Linked DNA regions of Mus musculus: region 2 is linked to region 1. The links are chromatin contacts, called in public HiChIP or PLAC-seq maps. All regions are on one chromosome and are shown on one strand. Each heading gives the region's core, a stretch centred on a gene start, on an enhancer-like site or on the middle of the called end of the contact. The rest is flanking DNA. Distances are from core to core; before and after follow the strand shown. Region 1 overlaps Vav2 (vav 2 oncogene). Region 2 has its middle 16 kb from the start of Ralgds.

Region 1 (5,440 bases), core at 1,283-3,782:
AAGTGGCTATGCCTGTGGGTGGTCACATGGGCCTGGAGGCCTGGTCCCTGTACTCTGTGAAAACTCCTAGGTCTGACTTCAGTATGACAGAGGCTGGCCTTGGCCTGACACAGAGCATGATTCACATCTGCTCGGGGACTCTGCTATGCCCCTTTGTCCCCATCACACAGGACATATAAATCCAGGTGCCTTCTCCTAGAGACAGCACCAAGACTGCATGCAGCTTGGCTGTCATATACCAGAAACACCGAGATCCATGGATCACCGTTCTTTGTGAGATAGGGCCTGGAGTATCCCACACTGGCCTGGATGCTGTGTGGCCAAAGACAACGCTGATCCTCCTGCCTCCGCCTTCCTCCTCCCCTGCCCCCGATGCTGGATTACAGTTAGTGCCCCTGAGTCCAGTTTACTCAGGGCCCTGTGCATGAAAGGCAAGCACTCTGCCAACTAAACCACACTCACATCCCATTCCTTGTCATTTAAAGAGCAAACATGACTCACAACACCAAAGCAAACTCCCCTGTGTTCAAAAGCAGTGTGTTAACTGTGCAGTGATCAGAAAGCAGGGATGACTGGCAAATGGTCTGAACCCCACAAATGTTCATGCTTCAGGTCACACTCATGACACATAAGAATGGGCTGGAGAGATGGCCCAGCGGTTAAGAGGCTCTGAGTTTGATTCCCAGCAACCACATGGTGGCTCACAACCATCTGTCCCGGGTCTGACGCCCTCTTCTGGCGTGCAAGCACACATGTAGACAGAGCACTCATCAGACACTGCTTGGCAGTTCTCCTTGCCCTCTGATGAGCCAGCCAGCTCTGTAGAGGGTTCCTCTGGAGATGAAGATGGGTATGCCAGCCTAGATATCGGGCTTCCAGGTTTCTACTTCGCCAAGCTCTCCAGGAAAATCTCCAAGAAGAGGGGATGTTTGAGCGGGGAAAAAAATCAATGGTTCAATATCAAAATGACTCTGGGAATCAGACGGCATTTGGAGGAGCAGTCATCACTTGGGGTTGAGGGCGCTATTAGCATCCGATGGGTGGGGGCAAGGGCGTGCTTAAGGTCTCCTATTGCAGAACACCCCAACACAGAGAGACCTAGACCCAACATGGGGCCAAGCAGGGCTGAGTCCAGGAACAGCTCATCTCTTCTCCCCGGAGTATGCCTGAGAGAGGGCCAACCCTGACTGACAGCCCCCAGTCTGATTCCTAGACAAGGGGCAAGCTGAGGGCCAGCTCTCAGGTTGAGATGACCGTGGCCCCACCCCCAAGCCGAACCCTGCCCACTGCCCACCCTGAGGACAGGGAAACAGGAGGGCCACAGAGCAGACGAAGCGTCCTGCCTCTGGTCGCCACAGCCTGGGGTTCAGGCTGGGAAGGGAGAAAGAGAGCCAGGCTGTCAATAGGACATCCATCTCCTGAGCCCTACACGTGGATGACCTCATCCGCACAGTAGGTAGAACTGGATGAAGGCTGATACTGCCCGACCTCCCTCCTACTCCCGGCAGGCTTCGCAGGCAGCCACGGCTTACCAGGTTTTCTATGGAGCACTGGAACTCGCTAATCTTCTTCAAGGTCTCCTTGTCCCGCTTCACTTCATTGATGTACATGGCCAAGTCCTGGAAATCAAGACAGGATCAGGGCACTGAGTCACACACGGGGTGACCTCCCAGCCCCTTCCTAGCCCAGCTGGTCATTCCACACTCTTCCTCCATCTTGCCTGGGGCCACTCCAACTCTGGGCTATGGGAGTAAAAACCACCACACACAGGGAACCAGGAAGGAATAAGGTGAAGAACACAACATTTGAACCCAGAGTACACACTATGCTGAAGAGGGTGCTGGGAACCCCCAAATCCAGGTTCCCCTCACTCAGAAGGCCTTCTGTGTCAGAATGGAGATGCAGCCCAGCATGGATAAGCCACAGTGGGTCACACACAGCCACTGTTTAGACCTTTCTGCTCTCACGAAGCCCCTGTCCCACCTTCCCTGAAGAGCCTGGGTATTCTGTAAGTGGCTGGGGGAGATGGAGTGGGGGGAAGGTATGAGCCCTACATAGTACTGCAATCCTCTAGTCAGTCACCAGGGGGCAGTGCTCACTTTGCTTCAGAAAGTTTGAAATGGTCTGGAAGCAATGCCCAGGGGCGGCTGGGACAGAACAGCAGGGATCCTACCCAGAAAGCAGAGCAGAGAGGAAATCCCCGGCACACAAAAGCCAGACCCACATCCTGGAGCCAGTTCCTACCTCCCTTATGGCCTCTCTTGCTTCTGGGATCACTTCAAGGGCCAGCCTACAAACCTTGCTACTGGCAGCTCCCTACCAGAAGCCACAGTTTATAAAGGGTGGGTTTTGTTCTAAATCAACAGCAGCGACAGATCTGAGCGTGTGTGGCCCTGTGCACCCTGGCAGGAGTCACAGAAGTGCACGTCTGGGAAGGAGATTCCCACAGAGACAGTAGAGCTCCGGAGGCAAAGCAGCCAGCTAACAGAGTTGCATGGAGTGTGTACTGCAACCCTGAGGAAAGCTTAGCTCCAGGGCAGTGACAGCCCAGACACTGGCTGGATGAATGGTTTTCTGCTTTGCATTGGGGACATTAAAGGCTTTTAGATTCCCTGCTGTATTAGTTTTCACTGAGGGCACTTCAGTTAGAGAACTGCATTGATCACACGGTCTTGTGTGGCCATGTCTGAGAGATTGTCCTGACTGACGATGGAGGAGAGAGGGAACTGCCCACTGGAGGTGGCGCCAATCCTAGGCTATAGAAGAGAGCTAGCTAAGCGCTCCAGAAAGTGAGACAGTAAGCAGCCTTCTTCCATGGTTTCTGCCTTGAATTCTTTCCCTGATTTCCCTTCATGACAGACTGTGACCTGGGAATATAATCTAAAATAAAACTTTTCCTCCCCTAAGTTGCTTTTGATCGTGGTTGTTCATCACAGTAACAGAAAGCAAACCAGGCCGCCTTCTAAACTTTGCAGTTTGAAGAGCCTCCCGTGAAAAGAAGAACACAGAGTCACAAACCCTCTTTGGAATGTCAGGAGCTATATAACCTCAGGGTACTTTGCCACAAAGGGACCCGAAGCCACACACTGGCCAGGCTTGGGTTCAGGGTACACCTGCAGTATGAGTCACATGCTCCAGGAATGGCTGACACTGAATTGTGTCTGCAGTGGGAAGATGTGGTGGTCCCTCTGCTGCGGTGACCTCAGTTCCCCAGGGGCGCCAGCCAGAGGTCCCCATGTCAGCCATGGCACCCACATTTAAGTCCATTCAAAACTGATGCAAACTTTTCCAGCTGCATGAAGTCTGCTCTCAGAGAGCAGGTAGCTTTGAGAGCCAGCGTCCTCCCCCTGATCCTGTGTGGGAGTTAGACTGCAGCACCTTCCTCTTCAAACAAGGTGTGTCTTGGGAAAAGAAGGGGACCATGGACCAGAGGACTCAGGGGTCAGGGGTCAGAAGTCAAGGCTGGAACTCACTGCTTCTATAACACTGCAATGCCAAAGGGACCTAGCCTGTGTCAGGCATTTCACCTTGTCTAAGACAGGTGTCTATGAGAGGCACAGGTATGACTGTGGGGTAGCCTGACAGTCCCTTGGCTAAGGAGTCTGGAAGGTGACTTTCTTGGACTGTGTCAAGTTCATGGCAAAGACAAGATGAGTGGGATGCAGGCAGATTAAGTGAGGAAGAGGACATGTCCTGAGCACACCTTGGGGTGGGAAAGAATAGAGCATGCCCAGGAATCTGAGCATGGCCAGGCTTCCCCGGAATCTGAGGCGTTCCTGTTACACACATCTTCAATGACCCTGGCCTGATTCAGAGAACAGCAGAAGCCACAAAGGTTTCTGAGCAGAACACAGACGAGCTTCTGAGGGCAGTGGACGGCCATACATGAGGCATAGAATGGCTGGGCAGGGGCCTTCAAAGCCAGCACGTGAAAAGGGACCTTCCAGTGAGTGACAGGGCATGGGCATGGGACAGACCTTCATCAGCAGATGCCCAGGAGGAAAAGAGGTACCCCAGGATAGAGCTGGCACCCAAAAACCATTGATGACCCCAGTGGACACTTGAAAATACAGTGTGGGGACAGGGCAACTGCAGGCAAGTGAAGTTGGGGACTTTGGACACATGGTGCAAGCAGCCTAGCCTGCTGCTCCTTCCACCATCATGTAAGTCTAAGCCCAACCGCAGTGTCCTGTCAGTGTTACCAAGGAGCTCAGTCTGGATCCAGGAGTGTGTGCACACTGGTCTGGGGACTCCCCGCTCTGCCTCTCTTACTTACCTGCATGGCTTCCAGGGCTTCTTTGAGCTGTTGTCTTTCTGGTCGGTCTGCAGAATGGCTCAGGAGCTCCTAGGGGAGTGAGAGGGAAGCTAGGGTGAGCCCTCAAGGTCTCAGGACAAAGCCACCCACCAGCTCAAGTGCAAGTCCATCTGTCCAACTCCAACACACATGGGATCCCTTACATAGTAGACAACTGTGCAAGGCCTCAGTGATGAAGCAGTCAAGCATAGCAGCTCTCCTCTCCTCTTCCTGGTCCGTGGGTGCTGTCCTGTCTCTTCCCACTTTCCTAATGGTCTTAACTTATTCATAATTTTCCTTCCAGATGCCAGGATACCCCTTCATGGTATGTACTGAACATGGGCTCATTCATCAGTGTGTGCCACCCTGCCTGTGGGTCCAAGCCCATGCCATCAGAGCCCAGTGTGACAGAGGGCATGATGAGCAGGCTGCTAGCCTCACCTTGAGCAGCAGGTGGTACTTCAGCACCCGTTGCATGGGCACCACCAGCAGGTCTTGCAGCTTGAACTTGCCATCCTGAACCCTGAGTGTGCACTCCTGGAGAGAGAGAAGCGAGTGGATAAAGGGTATTACTCTTCTGGGAGAACTCATGCCCCACTGCCAGCCACACAGAGAAAGAGACCTCAGAGCTGGATCCTCGGTCTTCTAGATTATGCATGAAGTTGGTGTCACCACCCCTCACATCCCAGAACATGATGGGACCCTGGGATCTGAGGCACCACATTGCACAACAGTGCCTGAGGGGGCTGGGCCTTGCAGAACATGGCCCATGGATCTGCCATGTGCTCCCTGAGAGGCCAAGTGGGGAGGGGGCTCATACAAGGCTGTGAGGATAGCTAGGATCCCCTGCGGTTCAGGGACAGTAGAAACAAGCATTACATGCTACCAGCACTTAAGCTGGAGCGCTGAGACAGAGCTTTCCTAACCACACAGGAAAGGGCACTCACTCCTGGACCCAGAGGTGAGGAAGAGCCAGGAAGGCGCTCAAGCACAAGCTGACAGAGGTAGGCAAACCTAGGCAAGGGAAGGAGGCCCAGTGTATCATGAAAGTCACCTAGGCCTGCTAAGGTCTGATAGGACCTCAGCAGAGTTTAAGGTCAAGTGTCACTTACTGTGATGGATTTGTCCAGGCCTCCACAGCCCCTA
Region 2 (5,440 bases), core at 1,051-3,550, 1.2 Mb after region 1:
ACACCTAAGAATACAAGAGGAGAAGCAGATGTTCTGTTTATCCTCCGAGGTGTGAGAATCTGCCCCTGACTCACAGCCAACGGCCCCCAGACCTTGATAATAATCCATTTCATGTTACAAGACCCACGCTGGCTCAGCTGGGAAGAACCACTTTGGAGCTCATCCTGCTGTGGTTGGCAGGATCCACGGTGACCATGAGACCTCTCTGGCTTCTTGGCCATGTGGACCTGCCTTTCTGTAAAACGGCTCATAACATCAGAACCTGCCGCCTCCTCAGAGTCGGACAGGGAAGACGGAGGGCCAGGAGGAAACAAGAAATCCAGTAAGACACAAGATGCTTTCTAAACAGAACATTGGCCGTGACCTTGTGGTCATGGTATTTGTTAGTTGGAAGCTAGTCAGTTCCAGCCCACTTCAGGGGATGGGGTTAGGGCTGGTGGGGATCGGCCGGCGGCTTAGGGTTGATGTATGGGCTGAGCAGAAGAGTTAGCATGCAGGCCAATGGGAGGTGTGTGCCAGAGGGGCACATCTGACTTTGCTTACCTGTCGACCCTCCAGTGTGTAGGCTGGGAGAGGAGACCAAGAGAGGACATGACTGTCCCTGTACCACTGCCCAGAGCCAGGCTTGCTGTAGTTTATATCCCTGCCACTCTCCATCCCCACCCACAATTCTTCCAACTCTTAAGGTTGTGTTTTAGTCACAGCTGACAGCAGTCCCCAAGTGTTACGGTGTCATCTTACACACACATACACACACACACACACACACACACACACACACGGTCAAGTAGGTGCTGGAATGAGTCTCCACTGTGCTTATGGGAGACCAGGTAGGCCTTGAGAGGAAAACAAAGGACAGAGATGGGTGACTCACATGGCCTTTAGCCTCCTGAGATCGAAGGGCCAGGGATATGGAAACACAGAGGTTGGTTGTCCTGGCACCAGGGTGGCCATGAGCAGCAGGAAGCATCTTCTTCCTCACCTGCTATTGCCTTCATTGCTGTCACCCCACCCCACCCCACCCCCCATCTGCACACCTGCTGCTGTCTCTTGACTTTTTCCTCTTCCATTTTCAGGTATGTGTGTTATACATATATGTGTATATATGTTGTGCATGAGTTTTGGTTCATTTGTTTTGAGACTGGGTCTCTACATAGCACTAGCTATCCTGGAACTCACTGTGTAGACCCCAGAACTCACAGACATCCTCTTCCGAGTGCTGGGAACTCCAACACACTGGGCGTAGATGCATGTGTTGGCACATGCATATGGTAGGTGCTGTGATCATTGAGGGAGGCAGGGTCTCAACTAATAGGGCTGGGCTTGCTGGCCAGCTTGCTCTGGAGATTCCGTCTCTATCCTTTGAGGCTAGATTTATATCTGTCTGGATAGCCACAGCCATCAGGCATTTGCCTGAGTCGTGGAGGTCCTGGCCCTGTAACCTCTGAGCCATTTCCCCAGCTTCTGACTTTTACGGTTGTCTGAACTTGGTGAAGTAGCAGAGCTGGAGAGCCATTCATCCATGTGCTTGTGCATCTCATAGGTCAGCCACACGAGAGAAAGCAGGAAGAGCAGTGCAGAAAGCTGACAGGGAGCGAGACAAGAGTCAGCGAGGTAGGCATGACGGTGACAAAAAGGTGACAGGCCTGGTACGTTGTGTTAGTGTCCTGTGGCTGCTCTAGCAGAATGCCATATACTGGATGACCCTGTGCAACAGAAATCTCTCGTGGTTCTAGAGGACAGAAGCCTAAAAGCAAGGCATCAACACCACTGAACCACAGCTTCTGGCATGGCTGTAGTCCTTAGCTTTAAATCCCCCTAAACGTGTCTGTAGTCCTCTGCCTCCACACAGCTGCCTCTGTGTGTCTGTGTCTCTGTGTGTCTGTGTCTGGTTGTCTCCATTACTGTAAGGACATCGTGTGTGTGTGTGTGTGTGTGTGTGTGTGTGTGTGTGTGTGTGTGTGTGTGAGAGAGAGAGAGAGAGAGAGAGAGAGAGAGAGTGTGTGAGAGTGAGAGAGTGAGCCCTGACCTGACCCCATCCCAGTCTAGCCTTGTGTTGCCTGGATCTGCAGGACCCAAGGGCTTTTGGAAGGACACAGCTGAGCCTGTGAGGAGGGTTATAGGGAAGGCCAGGTTCCTTAGGATCTGGCAGAATTTCACCTGTGTAGGAAGGCTTGAAGGCCACCAATGGTAGCACCAGCAGGTGGCGCTGTAACCTCTGGTGTGGAAGTTCAGTACTGCACTGCCCTGTCCCGAGTTTCCACAAAAGCTCATCTGGTTGCCAGGAGACAAAGCAAACTGTAAACAGGTCAGGAGTCATCCTTGGTGACACACACTGAAGGAAATCAGAATGAGAGCAGGCGAGCAGCAGGGTGTTGCTGGTAACCACTGAGGAGACCTCAGCTTCTCCCCCACCCCCTCTCCCCAACACACACACCTTGGGGCCTGGACTTTGCCTCCCTCTGGCTCGTCACCAGTAAGTTGCCTTGGCCTACTGCAGTTTCCAGACAGCTCCCCTACCTATTACCACAGGCCACAAGAAGTAGTTTTAGGGAAAGGTGAGCTGCTTATACAACACATGGCTGGCAGGGACCTTAGCCTTAGCCTGTCCCAGAGGAGGCATGTCTACCCAGCATGGCCTGCTGCCAACACTGGTTGGCTGGGCATGGGGACAACCCCTGGTTGGGTAATGGCAAGCCCCAGGTGACACTCCTTTACAGACAAGCCAGGGAGGGGCCAGGCACCAGGGCTAGGGCGGAGAATGCCTTCCAGTTATACTGGGCTTCTAGTGGTCAGAGCCCTGTCAAGGCAGGAAGAGCCTGAGTTGGTGGTTAGCAGGAATGGAGATGCAAACCAAGCTAGACAGATTTTTTTCATCCCCCTGACTCTAATGAGGGCCTCAACTCTGCTTTCTGTGTTGGGTCTTGAACCTCAAGAGAATCCTCTCTTAGAGGGTCACGGGGTGGTGCACGACTGCAATCCCAGCTGAGGCAGGAGAATTATGAGTTCAAGGTCATCCTGAGGTACACTGTGAGACCTGAATCCCCTACACACACACCCCCAAACTGAGTCTTAGAGGCATAGTACTTTCTTGGATAGGTGGCTTCCTTGTAGGCAAAGGTAGGTTTGGGGAGCCTCCAGGGCCCCTTACAGGTAGCTGAGACAGCCTGAGGAGGTAGAGATGGGAAGGAATGTGGCATCTCCATAAAAATGACAAGTCCCAGAAGAAGGGAGAGTTCCCATGGCAACCTAGTACAGTTGCTTAGCAACCATAGTCCCCCAAAATACCTGCAGGAAGACTCCCGGCTAGGGGCTTTCCCACCGCCTGTGTGTGGCTCTTAGCTCTGAGTGGTTACCTCCTGTGGTTGATCCACCCACACCTCCATATAGGGCCTAGCAGCCCACAGCCCCAGGATCCTTACTGAGAGAAACCCCAGTCTACTCCCTCTTCCTATTACCCCAAGCTGCAGCTGCCTACCATCAGGCCAGTCCCTTAGCAACCAATGCCATTTTCTAGATATCCGAGTGACAATTGGACAGTGGTAGAATGTCAGAAAGATTCAGAATCAGCTGTACAGTCAATTGTAGCCTGGTGCCGGCCATTCCAGAGGGACAGGCACGATGTTTTAACAACACAAATACCCTGTAGCCCCGGACTCCCTAGTCCTGGGGCACGGCAGCATCCCAGGTGTGGCAAAGACCAAGAGTCCCCTGGAGCTCCTGGAATACAAGGCTGTGGTCTCAAACCAACTTTGAGACTAACTAGCCGGCTGACCACAGCATAATTCCTCTTGACCTGTTTCTCCATCTCTGGCTCATCTGTCCCTTTCCCTGTGTGCTCACCACTTTAAACATCAATACTGCCCCGTAAGTTATGTCACGTTTGGGGACTTGCATGGGATGTGGGAAATCGGGCCCAGGGCCTGCACGTGGCTGAGTCTGCCTGCCTCCGCTGGTAGATTCCAGGGTTTGAGGTTGAGGTAACTGGATTCCAGCACACAGTCTGGGCAGCTGGACACTGGGCTTGAGGTTTTAGTATTAAATATCCTGAAATGATTGCTAAGCCAGTCAGTGTTTTTTCGTTTGTTTGTATATTTTTTAGAACAATATCACCATGTAGATCAGGCTGGCCTTGAACTCATAGAGATCTGCCTGCCCCTACCTCCTACGTTCTGGGATAAAGGTGCATGCTACCATCCTTCAGAACCTGTCTGTGTTCTCTCTCCTTCCCCTTTCCCTTTCTCCAAGGAAATTCCCACTCCTGGCCTCCCTGCAAGGGAATAGGTAACTATAGATCCCCTTAGGTGCTGCTATGTTCATTTGTGGAGCCCAACCCTGTGCTGGAAGAAGGCTGTTCAGGGACACAGTCTAGCAAGAGGTGGCCTCTGGCTACCTCCTGGACTGGCCTTGTAGCCCTGCCCTTAGACTGGGTGCATAATTAAGGAGCTGAGGCTTCTTGCTCTTGCGGGGCTGGGTGAGAGGACTGAGTCCTCTCCCTGCTCGCCTCCTCTGAGTTGAAACCCAGAGTCTGTTCCCCTGAAGAGGGCTGAGCCGTTGCCCTTGAGCACTGCCCAAGGCCCTTTATTGCCAAAGGAGATGAGGAGAGGTGGGCCTGTGTAACCTACCTCCTCTTCTGTCTCTTCCCGGATTCCATCCTGACCCTAGAGGTGACATGTCCCAAGAGACTGGGGGTAGGTGAGATAGCCCAGTAAAGTTCAAACTGGGCCCGGCAGTGGTGGCGCATGCCTTTAATCCCAGCACTTGGGAGGCAGAGGCAGATAGATTTCTGAGTTCAAGGCCAGCCTGGTCTACAGAGTGAATTCCAGGACAGCCAGGGTTACACAGAGAAACCCTGTCTCAAAAAACAAAATAAAACAAAACAAAAGTTCAAACTGGGAGGGCAGAGAAGAAATGATTTTGAGTCCTTGGGGTTCTCCCCACCTGAAAGAAATCCATTGCAAAGGAATCCACCCTTGCCTGACTGTGGCCCAGCCCTGATTGTCACAAGGAGGGGGAGGTGCTAGCAGGTCTGGCTTGTCTGGAAGTCAGAAGGGAGGAGGATGAAGCCAGGCAGATGAGAATCCTGACTTAGCCCTTTAACCCCAAGCCTTCATGACCTCCCCTGCAGGCTTAAAGACTTAAAGTGTATATGAGGGTGCTCAGACACCTGACACCACACAAGCAGGCCTTCCAAAGGTACAGGGAGTATCTGAAGGCAGATAGCCACAGGATTCTCCAGAAGGGACAGCTCTTAGAACAGGCAACAGGCAAGGACACTTGCAGGCTCTGAATTGAATCCACAAATATTCCCACGCAGACCCCGGGAGGTGGGGTCTATTGTCTGAGCCATCTGACGTGGCCTTGCCGTCATCCACTGCTTCCCCGGGGCCAGTTTCAGGCCTCTGAACTGAACATCCATGCTCAAGATTGGACTTTAATT

Evidence for each region. HiChIP or PLAC-seq counts read pairs in DNA pulled down with a chosen protein or histone mark.
Region 2: an HNF4G HiChIP or PLAC-seq map of pancreatic cancer cells shows a contact between it and region 1. The contact joins two enhancer-like sites. A contact is called at or near these places in 2 of 39 promoter capture datasets (embryonic stem cells and hippocampal neurons) and 1 of 115 datasets of contacts at active chromatin or transcription factors (pancreatic cancer cells).

The regions. Positions count from the first base shown.
Region 1 is chr2:27,287,074-27,292,513 of GRCm38.p6, forward strand. Vav2 (vav 2 oncogene) reads right to left here. Exons shown (of 28, transcript NM_009500.2): 10 at 4,736-4,831; 11 at 4,277-4,345; 12 at 1,533-1,619. Among named protein-coding and RNA genes, the nearest start is that of Sardh, 42 kb to the left of the region's middle. Within about 2 kb of position 2,533, at least 70 of the 459 cell types and tissues checked have an H3K27ac peak or open chromatin away from gene starts, as enhancers often do. A contact at or near this core is called in pancreatic cancer cells, where this site is marked.
Region 2 is chr2:28,515,136-28,520,575 of GRCm38.p6, forward strand. It overlaps a transcript of Ralgds not described here. Among named protein-coding and RNA genes, the nearest start is that of Ralgds, 16 kb to the right of the region's middle. Within about 2 kb of position 2,301, at least 225 of the 459 cell types and tissues checked have an H3K27ac peak or open chromatin away from gene starts, as enhancers often do. A contact at or near this core is called in pancreatic cancer cells, where this site is marked.